Regions from separate parts of the Sus scrofa genome. Here region 1 is linked to region 2. The links are chromatin contacts, called in public HiChIP or PLAC-seq maps. All regions are on one chromosome and are shown on one strand. The core of a region is the stretch at or near the end of the contact, and the rest is flanking DNA. Distances in the headings are between cores, read along the strand shown.

Region 1 (6,820 bases), core at 1,434-3,933, 220 kb before region 2:
AACGCCAAATCTGAGCCACATCTGCAACCTATACCACAGGTCACAGCAACACTGGATCCTTAACCCACTGAGCAAGGCTAGGGATCAAACCCACATCCTCCTGGATACTAGTGGGGTTCATTACCACTGAGCCACAATGGGAACTCCCGAAGTTACTGTTCTGGTGCAAATATTGTTCTAAAGATGGGAAACCTGAAGCCCAGAAGAGGCAGGTATTTGTCCATCCTTCATCAGGCGCACTCACCCTAAGGCCAGAGAGAGAGTACCTCATGGGTGAATGAGAAAGATCAAGGTCAATTCTGTTCAGGAACCATTTCCTGGTGGGGTCGGTTTTTGACTGAGGTCGTCCCAAGTTTCTGCTATGGCTTTTCTCTGTCATCCCACTGGGATTAGTAAGATGCTCCCTCCTGGAAAATGAGAATTCAGGATCCTGCCCACTGGTCCTGCCCACTTCATCCTTTCATCCTTTCCTTTAGCTCTTTTGGGCTGCAAAAACCTTCCCCACAATACTGATGATGGCAACCAGAGGGCAGTGGTGATGCGCTTAAACAGGAAGTCCCAACTAGGCTCCACTGGCTGCCTCAGAGCAAATTGGACCCAGCTGGTCTGGGGGAGTGAGGGCGAGCATGGCCGGCTGGGTTTACAGAAGCAGCAGGCACTCAGCTTCCTCGGAGTCGTCAGATCTGATTTTCCAAGGGAAACCAGAAATATCCTGATTTTTAAATGTGGGCAACATATTAATTTTAAAATTTGGGTTATGAGGGAGACCAAGCAGCAGAACAGAGGCTACATTCACCCAGTTCATGACATCTGATCCTAGCCCTCTAGGTGGGGATGAAGTCAGATGTTATAATCCTAATTGTTTTTAACTTAAAAAAAAAAATCTGAACCTTAGCTTGAGCAGAAGTGCCACAAGTGAGTTCCCGTTGTGGCTCAGTGGTTAACGAATCTGACTAGGAACCATGAGGTTGCAGGTTCCATCCCTGGCCTTGCTCAGTGGGTTAAGGATCTGGCGTTGCCGTGAGCTGTGGTGTAGGTCACGGAAGGGGCTTGGATCCTGCGTTGTTGCTGTGGCTGTGGCGTAGGCCAGTGGCTACAGCTCCGATTATACCCCTAGCCTGGGAACCTCCATATACCACAGGAGCAGCCCTAGAAAAGGCAAAAAGACAAAAAAAAAAAAATTGCCACAAGGCGGCAAAAAATGTCCTAGACATTCTCTCCCATCACCCATCCCACCTCTACCCTTCTCCAGAACCACTCCATTTCATCTGTTTTACATAGTGGTGTTTCCCCATAACCTGGGTTGAAAGAAAAGTTTTGTAGCTTTCTAATCAAAGTTTAGAAACTACTGCTCTGGTCCAAGTATGTCATTCTACAGATGGGGAGACTGAGGCACAGAGATGGTGAGAGTTTATCCATCCTTCCTCAGACATACTTGTCCTCACACCAGAGACAGGCTGGGGCTGAAGGAGAAAGGAGGGAACATGCCTCAAGGTGACTGGGAAGGCCAAGGTCAATTACTGTTGGAGAACCATTTCCTGGTGCCTCCTCTGTGCTCTGGGTATGCAGAAGGTATATGCCAAACCTCTGGAAGATCAGCTTCCAGAAGAGAGACAGAGGGCCATTCAGGCTCCTTTCCCCCTCGCTCTCTGGCTCAGGTTGGGCCCAGCCAAGGGCAGACCCTGGCTGGAGACTGGACTGGACAGTGGGGTTGGGAGAACTTGCCCTCCATCTTGGCTGGTCACTAGTTTGGCCACAGGCCTCCAGGAAGGACAGACAGCCTTTCCCACACACCTGTCTCCTGAGGCCAGAAACTGCTCCCTCCCCTCAGCCATTCTGGAGCTCAGCTGTGCTGTTCTGCATTCTCCCTTCTTAATTCCCTTAGACCTTTGTAAATAGTCCCTTAAAAACAAAACAAAAACAAAGCCTCCCCTCAGGAGTTCCCTTCGTGGCTTAGTGGTTAACGAAACCGACTAGCATCCATGAGGATATGGGTTCAATCCCTGGCCTCACTCAGTGGGTTAAGGATCTAGCATTGCCATGAGCTGTAGTGTAGGTCGCAGACGCAGCTCAGATCTGGCGTTGCTGTGGCTGTGGTGTAGGCCAGCAGCTACAGCTCTGATTCAACCCCTAGCCTGGGAACTTCCATATGCCGCAGGGGCAGCCCTAAAAAGCAAAAATAAATAAAAATTAAAATTAAAAACTCACTTCAATTTACCCATTTTGGGCATGCCATCTATCTCCTTTGACAGTCCCAGTAACTGATACAACCATCTCCGTTTCCACATTACCACCTGTATAATTATTACCTATCACTATTATTAGTAGTAGTTTTAAATTGACCAAATTTTGCTTATTATGTTTATCATTATTTGTTTATTGTTATTACTATTATTTATCACCCTAAGGAATCCTATCCATTGAATCACAATGCTCTGGTAGCTATGTTTTTCCTAATCCTCATTACAATGAATTCATTACTAGTAAATTAAAATGTTTCACCTATATGCTAGCTACTGTCTACTTGCACATGGCCCCACATTTAGGAAATGGTGACACTGCAGAAGGAAGGGCTCCCCTGGTCAGATAAACAGAGCACAGGGACCTCAGAGGGAAGAGTAGTGAACTCCCAGAGGAAGTGACATTTGTGCAGCATTAGGACTAATGAGCGGTATTGCATCAGAAGAAAAGCCGGGGTTGGGGGGAGGAAGAAGCACGAGGAAAGCCTCAGAGGAGGAAGATGCAGGGACAGCTGGGACTGGCAGCTGCCAAGAGTGCCTTGGGGGTCCTGATGGGAGCTGAGCCTGCAGCGGCAGGTCAAAGTCAAATTTTGAAGTTACTGGAATGTCACACTAAGGGGTTTAGACTCTCTACCGTGCATAGTTCCAAAGGCTGTTTATGTGTGTTCTGGGGAGTAAGTAGCCTGCGGAGCCAATTAAGTTTGGGAAATTATGAGTTCAACAAAGGTAAATGGTTTCTGTACTACAGGACTTGTCAGAGTCTTTTCTATGCTCGAAAACATCAGCTCTCTCCAAGATCAATTTACCATCTCTCCTCAATTCTGTGAAGCTGTTTTTTAATAAGGGTCAGCAAGCTTTGATGGCAAAGGCCAGATAGTCGATATTTTGGGCTACATAGGCCACGTGTGGTCTGTCCTGCATACTCCTTTTTTTTTCCCTTAAACTCTTCAAAAACTATTCTTAGCTCATGAACTAGACAAAAACAGGCCAAGGGCCATATCTGGCCATGGATATCGTTTACCAAACTGTGGATTATAAAATATGCCATGGAATATAGTGTTTCCCAAACTCTTGTGACTTGAGGCCCTTTTTTTCTTCAGAGCATCTCAAAGATGTTCTGAGAAACCCAATTTGGGGAAGACCACTGTGGAAGCTGGCGGGCCCAGGCCTGGGAAAGAAGAGGTGCCCCAACCTGGATTCTCTCGGTCTTCTTGTGCATGGTCTCCATGTCATTGTTGAGCTCCGTCACATACGTGAACCGAGCGAAGTTCTTCTCCTCCTTGGCCAGAAACTCTTCAATGAGCTGATTCAGGTTCCCATTCTCAATCAGCTTCAGCAGCCGGAGATGAGCCACTTCGTAGCTCTCAAAACTCTCACCCTTGTTCTTCTTCCTGTGCTTCTTTGACTTGAGAGCTGGAAAAGGAAGAGCTGGCCACCATGAGTGTGAAAGGGAAGCTGCTCAGAGCCATGCCCGGTGGAGGTATGCATGCCCCTTGGGGAGGGGGCTAAACTTTCCCAAGAGATGGAGCGGGACCTCCCCTCCTTAGTCCCACTTCACAAGTATCAAATTGAGCACCTGCTCTGTGCCAGACATTGTGCTGGGCTCTGTAGATAAAAAATCCCTGCTCCATGGAGCTTTTGGCAGAGGAACCAGCCACAAAGAGAACAGAGAGAGAGAGATATTCAAGTAAACAGAAAAAGAAATCCAATAATTACCATTGTGGCCTAGGACATGGAGGAGATGTAACATGTGCTGTGATGGGGGAGCTTGGTGGCTGGGGAAGCCCTCTTGAAGGAGGTGACATTTGAGCAAGATGAAGGTCAAGGAAGCCCTGTTGGCAGAGGGCCTTAGGCAGACTCAGAGTTTGGCAAATGCAAGGAATTAGAACCATGAAAGTTCTCCAAGACTTGCTCTCCAGCCTGATACCTGCAATAGGCCCATCTCTCTTGAACCCAGTCTTATCTCTCTGATTGGGCCTCCACAGAGCAATCAGAAGGATCTTTCTAGATCTTCCTAGGCACATCTGGCCACGTGACCTCCTTATATGTGTGGTTCTCCACTGTCCTGAGGGTGAAGCTGAAGCTTCTCAGTTTTAAGATCTGATCCCCTCGCCCCTCAGTGCCTCATCACTGTCAGACTCAGTCTCCTCTGCCTTAGTCCCCCAGTGACCTCCCACCACACTTAGAAGCAATGCCGAGCTCTTCCCGTGCAGCCTACAAGACCCTGTGTGATCTGTCTCCTTCCCACCCCTCCAACCCCACTGCCTGCCACTCTCCTGCTGGCACCAACTCCTTCCAGCCAACTGGTCTCCTCTCTGTTCTGGAAATACTCCCACCTCAGGGCCTTTGCACTCACAGATCCCTCTGCCTGGGATACATTTCTCCTAGACCTCTGCATGGCTGGTTCCCTTGTGATATGCAAGTATCTGCCCAGATGTCACCTCCTCCAAGAAGCCCACCCTGACCACCATAGGTAAAGCAGCCCCTGGCCACTCTCTGTCACTGGCCTTGTTTTATCTTTGTCATTGTGCTCATGGATTCCCAAGAGGTCAGATTAACTTCTGCATTTGCCAATTTGTCATCTCCCCCGACAGAAGGTCAGCTCCAGGAGGTCAGGACTTTTGTCCTATTCCCTACCATCTCCTAGCATGTGCAGGACCTGGGGCATGGTCAGTCCCAGAGGAGTGGCCTCCTGTTTCTCCAGCTTCCCTTCTGCACTCCAGTTACCATGTTCCTGCCTCTGGGCCTTTGTCTCTGCCTGGATTCCTCACCCCCACACAAATGGATTTTTTTTTTTTGTCCTTTACATCACAGCCTGAACAGCCCCTCCTTGGCCACCCTTTTCAAGAAAGGTGCCCCCCTTGCCTTTTCATCTCAACCTGATTTTTTTCCTTTGAAAAGTTCTATCATAACCTGAAGTGTTCGTATTTGTCTATTTATTCATTTTTTCTGTGTCTCCATATCTAGACCATAAGCTCCATGGCATCAAGCACTAACACTGTCTTATCACCACTCTGTCTCCAGTCCCCAACAGGGTGCCTGTTTCAGGGTAGGTGCTCGTTAAAATTTGTTGGAAGTCTAGGAAGGCACTGATTGGATGGATGAAGGAAGGAGTCATCCGTGGTGAAGAATGTACCCTGAAGAATCACAGGGAGGAATGTTTGGAACAGGAGGAGCCTGGAGGCTGGGAGAGCCAGTGGAAGCTGCTAGAGGAGATATGATGGGGATGATGACAAGATAAGGCAGTGAAAAGAGGAAGGTTGGATGTATGAGTCATCTGGGGTGGCAGTGAATGGGAAAAGCTCCGTTTGACTCCATGGTTTGGGTCTTGGATGCTTAGTAGAACTTTGAGGCTGTTCAGTGGATTAGGATAGAAAGTGGATGGAAGTAGGGACCTCAGGCTTTGGGGGGGCAGACATATCTTGGATGGGGTCCTGGATCAGTTACTTACATCAAGGAGACATTGGCTATATCCATGTATCCACTCTGAGCTACAGTGTCCTCATCTGTGAACTGGAGGTGTTAATAATATCTGCCTCTTGAAGATGTTGTGAGGCCTCAGTGGAAGCCAGGCATGCCGCATGCAGAGAATGGAAGCTGGCATGAGCCAGTGGTTCAGTAAATGGATGGATAGGTGGATGGAGGATGGTTGGATGGATGGATGGATGGATGATGGAAAATGGAAGGTGGATGGATGGGTGGATGGAAGATGGAAGGAAGGATGAATGGATGGATGGATGGATGGATGGATGGATGGGTGGATGGATGGGTGGGTGGAGGATGGAAGGATGGATGGATGGATGAGTAAACAGAAGGTCCAAAAGGTGATATTTGCTATGTTAGAAAGTGAAAGATGGGGTTTCTCAGAAACACACTTCTAGCTGTACAGTCTCAAGTGACAAAGCAGGACAGGTTAGAAGGGGCTGAAAGAACAAAGAACAAATGCAGCTGCATAGTGGGACTCTCCAAAGAGCTTGAATCTTTCAGTATGTTCAGGAGAGTGAATGTAGCAGCCCTGAACTGCTCTCCTTAGAAAGCCTACTTGAAAGGCTGGCCCATGGCCTTCAACTGAAATGGTGAACAGCTCCCTGCACTGATAGAAAACAATCCCTTTCCCTAAATGCTAAGAGTGGCTATGGTACCCAGACTGCACAGACCATGTGATTTATGCCAAAAACCTGCCTTCCTACTGGGAGGATGGAATTTCAGTTTGTACTAGGGAGGGGCTGCCTATGCAACCACCTCCAGTAAGAATCTTGGGCACTGAGTCTCTAATGAGCTCCTCAGTCTTCACATGTGTTGTCACAGATGCTGGAGGAATTAAGATGTCCTATGTGACTCCACCAGGAGATCCTGGTTCCCTCTGGATCCTGGTTCACCCTATGCACCTTTTATCTTTGCTGATTTTTGTGTCCCTGCATCACAGACACGTTTGCAATGAAGTGCTGAGTCTTGTGAGTCCTCCTGGAAAAATCACCAAGCCTGGGGGTGGTTTGGGGGTACCCTGACACACAAGTTCCTCCCCCAGACAATGGAAGGAGAGCCACAAAGTGAGGACACATCCTGCAGGTTCCAGGTAG
Region 2 (7,051 bases), core at 2,333-4,832:
TTAGGTTTGTTTGGACAAAGACTCAAAGACTTTTTTTTTTTTTTGTCTTTTTGCTATTTCTTTGGGCCGCTCCCGCGGCATATGGAGGTTCCCAGGCTAGGGGTCCAATCGGAGCTGTAGCCACCAGCCTACGCCAGAGCCACAGCAATGCGGGACCCAAGCCGCACCTGCAACCTACACCACAGCTCACGGCAACGCCGGATCGTTAACCCACTGAGCAAGGGCAGGGACCGAACCCGGAACCTCATGGTTCCTAGTCATATTCATTAACCACTGCGCCACGACAGGAACTCCTCAAAGACTTTTTAATACAGATCACTTGTGAGCCTCTTAAAACAAATAATCAAAGTCTGTCCAAATAAAATCCAGCTGCAGGTTCTCCCTCAGAGGGCAGTTGCTTACTACAGTGGGATAATAAAGGGTCAGTCATATTTTAATTTCTGCCCCCTCTTAACATGAATCAACCTAAAAATTCCCTTTTAAAATGTTTTCTGCAAGACATAAGAAGCTGGTAAATATAACAGTTTCCAGGAAGGAAGAGAGAAGAAAAGTCAATCTTCAATCTATTTTGCATGCATTACTTTTTTTTCCCCATTTTTTCCATTTTTGGCCACCCCATGGCATATGGAGTTCCTGGGCCAGGGGTCAGATCTGAGCTGCACTCTCGACCTAAGCCACAGCTGTGAAACACCAGATCCTTAACCCACTGAACCTGAGTCCCAGCGCTCCTAAGACACTGCCAATCCCATTGCACCACAGTGAGAACTCCATAACTAATTTTTAAATTAAATAAGCCCAACAATAAAACAAATTTAAAAACATATGTCCCCTCTCTTAATCATATCATCCACGTGTTCCATGAGGGGGAGCATTTGGAAAACAGGACAAAAGTCCTTTGTCCTGCCAGCCTACTCAACATCAAACTAGACTTAAAAGTAAATTTTTTCTTTTTCTTTTTTTTTCCTTCTTTTGCTTTTTAGGGCCACACCTGTGGGCATATGGAAGTTCCCGAGATAGGGGTCAAATCAGAGATGCAGCTGCCAGCCTGCACCACAGCCACAGCAACCAGATCTGAGCCGCATCTGTGACCAACGCCACAGCTCACTGCAATGCTGGATCCTTAACCTACTGAGCAAGGCCAGGAATTAAACCGGTATCCTCATGGATACTAGTCCTTCTTAACCCACTGAGCCACAACAGGAATTCCAGAAAGTAAATGTTACACCTTGTGGACATTTTTCAAGTTGAAAAAAAATTAGACTCAAATAAATTATGCATTCTTCTATGGTTGTACTCGAAGAAGTGTTTACTTTGAGGAGTTAATGAAAGTACATCTCACTGTTCTTGAAAGTTATTAAAGGGTTGGCATTGAGGGAGATCAGTTGCTATCCACGTTACTTCTGTTAGTCACTGGTTGCCATGATTTAGAGGCTGGCCCTGGGTTTTGACATTTCAGAAACAAACTCCTTCCAGATCAGTCCAGGATTCCTGGGTCATGGTAAAGAGAAGTCCATTTATTGTTCCTACTTATTATTCAAATCTCATCTCCTTCAGGAGGCCCTCTGGCCCTGACCCACCAAGAAGATTGATCATCACAAACTATGGAGCAAGACCAGCCTGAGTTATTCTTGTTAACTCAGCTGGGTGACCTTGAGCAAGTTATTTAACCTCTCTGATAAAATCTATCATACTGATATTTCCAACTAAAATCAAGACTAGAAGGGTTCCACTATCACATTTAGAATGGATAGACAATAAGATCTTACTGTATAGCATAGGGGAACTACATCCAATCTCCTGGGATAGACCATGACAGAAAATAATATTTTTAAAAGAATGTATATATATATATATATATATATATATATATATATATGACTGAGTCACAGCAGAAATTGGCACAACACTGTAAATCAACTATACTTAAAAAAAAAGACAAGAGGGGTTTTACTTAACCATAATGATCTTATATATGTATATCCTTCCTCCCACACCATAAAGCTTGGTTCTCAAAACTCCAACATATTTATTATTTGCTTTGTCCCAAAATACACTTAGCAGAGTGCTAAATCTCAGAATAACAGTATCAATACTACCAACAAACATACGATTATTTTTAAAAGATTTTTTTTAGTTGCACACTTCCGTATAATCCCTCTGTTTTTAGCATGTTGCCTCACTTCCACCCTTTTCTCTGAGTGCTATCTCTAAACCAAGAGTTGCCAGGTTTCAAGTTCTCCAAAGCATCCTCTGTGCAGGGATTGGGGCAAGGAGTCAAAGGAGGGGACTGCGGGGTTAACAGCTCCTAGTATATATGTCCAATAATTATGTCTTCAATCCCCTTCTCTCCCGGGTACCTGGGATCTCAATTTCTGAGCCTTTCTGGAGTTCAGCAGCTCCAACCAGTTTACTTCTCACTGGCATCCCCTTCTTTAGACCTAGGGTTTCTCCACTCAGCTCAGCATTTATCTGCCTCCTATCTTCCAGAAAGAATTTGACATCTTTTATGAGCATGTTCTCTCTTGTTCTCTTTGGGTTCAGACCTTTCAGATTCTCTTTTTATCATTTTAGTAGTGTTTCAGGAGAGAGCAGAGATATCTGCGTGGGTTCCATTCCCACTGTTTCTATATGTTTCCTGCAAACATTTTCTATATCAGGCATAGAGATGTAGTATACTGAAATGGTTAAGAGCACACATTCTGAAGCCATGATGTTTGAGTTCAAATTCCCACTTTTGCTGCCTTCTAGCTGTATAACTCAGGCATGCTTTCTCCTTCCAGACTCCTCTTTTAGAAAATGGGGATACTAGTGTTACCTGTGGCAAAACTGTGTGCACAATACCACACTAGGCGCATTTATTAAGCACTCCAAAGGCTTTAAAATGTCATTAAATGGGGTTCCCATTGTGGGTTAGAAACCCAACTAGTATCTGTGAGGATATGGGTTCGATCCCTGCCCTCACATAGTGGGCTGGGGATCTGGTGTTGCCGTGAGCTATGTAGATCTCAGATGTGGCTTGGATCTGCATTGCTGTGGCTGTGGTGTAGGATGACAGCTGCATCTCTGGTTTGACCTGGGAACATCCACATGCCACAGGTGGGGCCCTAAAAAGACAATAAAAATTTTTAAATGTCATTAAAGAAAGAGTTGGAGTTCCCGTCGTGGCGCAGTGGTTAACGAATCCGACGAGGAACCATGAGGTTGTGGGTTCAATCCCTGGCCTTGCTCAGTGGGTTAAGGATCCAGCGTTGCCCTGAGTTGTGGTGTAGGTTGCAGACGCTGCTCAGATCCCGCATTGCTGTAGCTCTGACATAGGCCAGCGGCTACAGCTCAGATTCGACCCCTAGCCTGGGAACCTCCATATGCCGCGGGAGCGGCTCAAGAAAAGGCAAAAAGACAATAAATAAATAAATAAATAAATAAATAAAGTTAAGGGTTCTTTAATTGGAAAGGACCAAATGATGTTGATTAATTCTGCCTTAAGCTAAAGGAGAAAAATTGATTCTCTGGTGATCTTAAATTGTGTTTTTCCTTAGGGCTAATTTTGAATCTTGCAGTTTCATATTTACCCTGCAGGTGGCAGCCTTTGTCACCAAAACCGTTTCTCACACAGGGCTGACCCTGAGGGGAAAACAAACCCTCTATATTCTTTCTATCATTCAATCAACAAATATGTACTGAGCACCTATTATGTGCCACGAACCAGGGAAGCAGCAGTAGTCAAGCACACGCCATTGTTGCCTTTTCAAAACCTGCAGTTAGCCACAGCCGTAGAACTTAATTCAAACAAGCTCAGAGTGTATACATGTAAGGATAACCTGACCCCTTTGATGTACAGTGGGAAAATTAAAAAAAAAAAAAAAAAAAAAACAAGCTGAGAGGACCTCCAAAGAAAACCTTTCCTTGTGAACCTACTACTACCATGAAGCACCAGGATTTCGTTAGGACTCCTAATTGGAGTCCTAACTTCAGGACAGGATGCCCTCTTGAACAAATGACTCTGTAAAGGACATTACTTAACACCAATTCTTTTTCAAGCTTATTAGCCCTTAAAAGGGGGTTTTTATAAGCTCCACCCATGGAGAAAAGGATTGGGAGGTGAAGTGGCATTGAGACAGTCAACAATGCCTAAAGCAGGTGTTGAGGTGTTGGAGTGGGTGAACAGGAGGATTTATGAATTAAGGCCAGAGATGACAACTCTCAGAATGTCCCCCAAGGTGTTCACTCGTGGTTCAGCGGGTTAAGGATCTAGCATTGTCACTACTGTGGCTCTGGCTACAGCTGTGGCTCAGGATTGTTCCCTGGCCTGGGAACTTCCTCATGCTGGCCAAAAAAGAAGTACAAAAAAAAAAGTCCCCCAATTTTTAAACCAAACATTTCCTTATTAAGAAAAATGATCCAAAATTTGGAAATAAGACCAAGAGAGGGCAGTGCAGTTATTTTCATGTCATCTAGGACATTGTTTAGCAAGTCCACCCAAGGATTAATTCTCTAGCAGGGGTTGGAAGGCTTTTTCTGGTAAAGGTCCAAGATAGTAAATATTTTAGACTTTGGGGCTATAGGCTGTCTATCAAGTAAACTTAGACATCATAGTACTCCCTTGTTGTAGAGTAAAAGCAGCCTCAGACAATCTGTAAACAAATGGATATGGCTGTGATCCAATAAAACTTTATTATAAACAAAAGCAGCAGAGCCAGACCTGGCCGACTGGCTGGATATGTAGGCCAAGGGATGTACATTTGCCTGGCTATTTACTATTGATTAAAGTCTCTGATTTTTGTCTGGTTTGAGTTTCAAAGTATTCCTCTCCACTATCAAAAAGAACCCCAAAGCTCATCATTTTTATTCCCTGCAAAGAGTAACCAGGTTAGTATCAAAGACTCCTACTTCCTCAAATACCTACTTCCTGGTTCTCTGAACAAGTTTTACCTTCTTACTGTTTCCTCTTTACCAAGTTGAACACATTTTTGACATAGGTTCATTCTCTATTTGAATGAGTCATGTTTAGACATTGTTGTTTGTTACACTTTTGTTGTTCCCCAGTACTCAGCAGGAAAACGTATGATCTAAGAGCCCTGTGTTACCATGGAAGGTAGCAAAGAAAGAAGGAACTTAGGGACTGCATCCCACTGTGTTGTCAAACTCAGAGGACAGAAGGAGGGAAATCCCCTGTGAAGGGGGCAGAGTTTTTGTGCCTTTGGGAAGGAATAAAAAGCTGATAGAATTTCCCTCCAAATTCCCCTCCACTCACTATGAATAAGGCATCATTCTTCGTATTTCCAAAAATGGACTACAGGAAGAATCATTCTATCTTATCCAATTTCAGAGTTGATCTCCAGAATTTCACTTACACGTTTCAGTGCTGAAGTCCTGGCCTCCTCAAATCTTTTTAAATCAAGCTTTTGGAATTCCCTGATGGTTCAGCAGGTTAAGGATCTGGCCTTGTTGCTGCTATGGCTCTGGTTACTGCTGCAGTGAGAGTTCGATTCCTGGGCCAGAGAACTTCTACATGCCATGGGCATGGCCTATAAATAAAGAAACAAACCTTACCCCAAGGTGTTATAGACTGAATGTCTGTGTCCCTCAAAATGCATATGTTGAAGCCCTAATGCGACTATAATTAGTGACAAGGCTTTGGGGAGGTACATGAAATTAAAAGAGGTCATAAGGGAGTTCCCATTGTGGCACAGCAGAAACCAAGAGGTTATGGGTTCGGTCTCTGGCCTCGATCAATGGGTTAAGGATCCAGTGTTGCCCTGAGCTGTAGTGTAGGCTGCAGACACAACTGTGTGTTGCTGTGGCTGTGGTATAGGTCGGCAGCTGTAGCTCCAATTCAACCCCTAGCCTGGGAATCTCCATGTGCCATGAGTGTGGCCCTAAAAAGAAAATAAATAAATAAATGAGGTCATAAGGAAGAGGCTCTAATCTGATAGAGCTGTACCCTTATAAGAGGAAGCCACATGAAGATATAGCAAGCAGGAAGCCATCTGCAAGCCATGAAGAGACCTCTCACCAAACCCAAGCTTCGTGGTACCCCCTTCTCAGATTTCCAGCTTCCAGAACTCTGAGAAAATAATCTGTTCTTTAAGCCACCCATTCTATGGTAATTTTTTTTTTTTTTTAGCCACCCATCCTTTCAGCATTTATTGAGCATTTACCTTGTTTGATGCACCATTCAAGGTACTGGGGACATACAAATGCATAAGGCTCAGTGTCTGTCTTTTTTTTTTTTTCCCATTGTAAGCATTTTATTTTATTTTATTTTACTTTTTTTATTTTCCCACTGTACAGCAAGGGGGTCAGGTTATATGGTAATTTTTATGGCAACCTGGGCTGATTTAAGACATTGCCCAACCCAGTACATTTGCATTTGCTCTTCCCTCTGCCTGGAATAATGCCCTTCCTCCAGAACCCTGAACAGCTAGCTGTTTTTCTCAAATTTGCATTTAGGTTTCAGTTGAAATGACACCTATTCAGAGAGGCTTTCTCTGTCCATCCAGATTTAGTCTCCCCCCTGCAGTCATGTCCCTGAGTACTAACGCAATTGGGTATCTCTTCATGTCTATTGGGTTTTCTCTTCTGAAGTACCCTGTTAAAAAAATAAGCCGAGGCCTATTGAAACTTTTGATGAGACTAACAATACTGTAAATTAACTATACTTCAATTTTTTAAAAAAGGAAAAATTTTTGAGTTTGAGCAAAAATTGATTCAAATCAGGCAATACCAAACCAGAAGTGCTTGGGTGCTTCAGGGACAGGAGCTGGGGGCAAGACTTATAGAAAAGACATAGAAGCACAGCAAGAAAATAATTTGAGGAGTTCCCGTCGTGGCGCAGTGGTTAACGACTAGGAACCATGAGGTTGCGGGTTCGGTCCCTGCCCTTGCTCAGTGAGTTAACGACCCAGCGTTGCTGTGAGCTGTGGTGTAGGTTGCAGACGCGGCTTGGATCCCGCGTTGCTGTGGCTCTGGTGTAGGCCGATGGCTACAGCTCCGATTGGACCCCTAGCCTGGGAATCTCCATATGCCGCGGGAGCGGCCCAAGAAATAGCAA

Evidence for each region. HiChIP or PLAC-seq counts read pairs in DNA pulled down with a chosen protein or histone mark.
Region 1: a contact with region 2 is called in an H3K27ac HiChIP or PLAC-seq map of alveolar macrophages. The contact joins two enhancer-like sites. A contact is called at or near these places in 1 of 47 Hi-C or Micro-C datasets (embryonic fibroblasts) and 1 of 2 datasets of contacts at active chromatin or transcription factors (alveolar macrophages).

What each region holds. Positions count from the first base shown.
Region 1 is chr14:32,181,129-32,187,948 of Sscrofa11.1, reverse strand. CCDC63 (coiled-coil domain-containing protein 63) reads right to left here. Exons shown (of 13, transcript XM_021072528.1): 8 at 3,433-3,653. Among named protein-coding and RNA genes, the nearest start is that of MYL2, 29 kb to the left of the region's middle. Within about 2 kb of position 2,683, at least 2 of the 83 cell types and tissues checked have an H3K27ac peak or open chromatin away from gene starts, as enhancers often do. A contact at or near this core is called in alveolar macrophages, where this site is marked.
Region 2 is chr14:31,961,807-31,968,857 of Sscrofa11.1, reverse strand. All of the region lies in intron 1 of TCTN1 (tectonic-1), which reads right to left. Among named protein-coding and RNA genes, the nearest start is that of TCTN1, 11 kb to the right of the region's middle. Within about 2 kb of position 3,582, at least 9 of the 83 cell types and tissues checked have an H3K27ac peak or open chromatin away from gene starts, as enhancers often do. A contact at or near this core is called in alveolar macrophages, where this site is marked.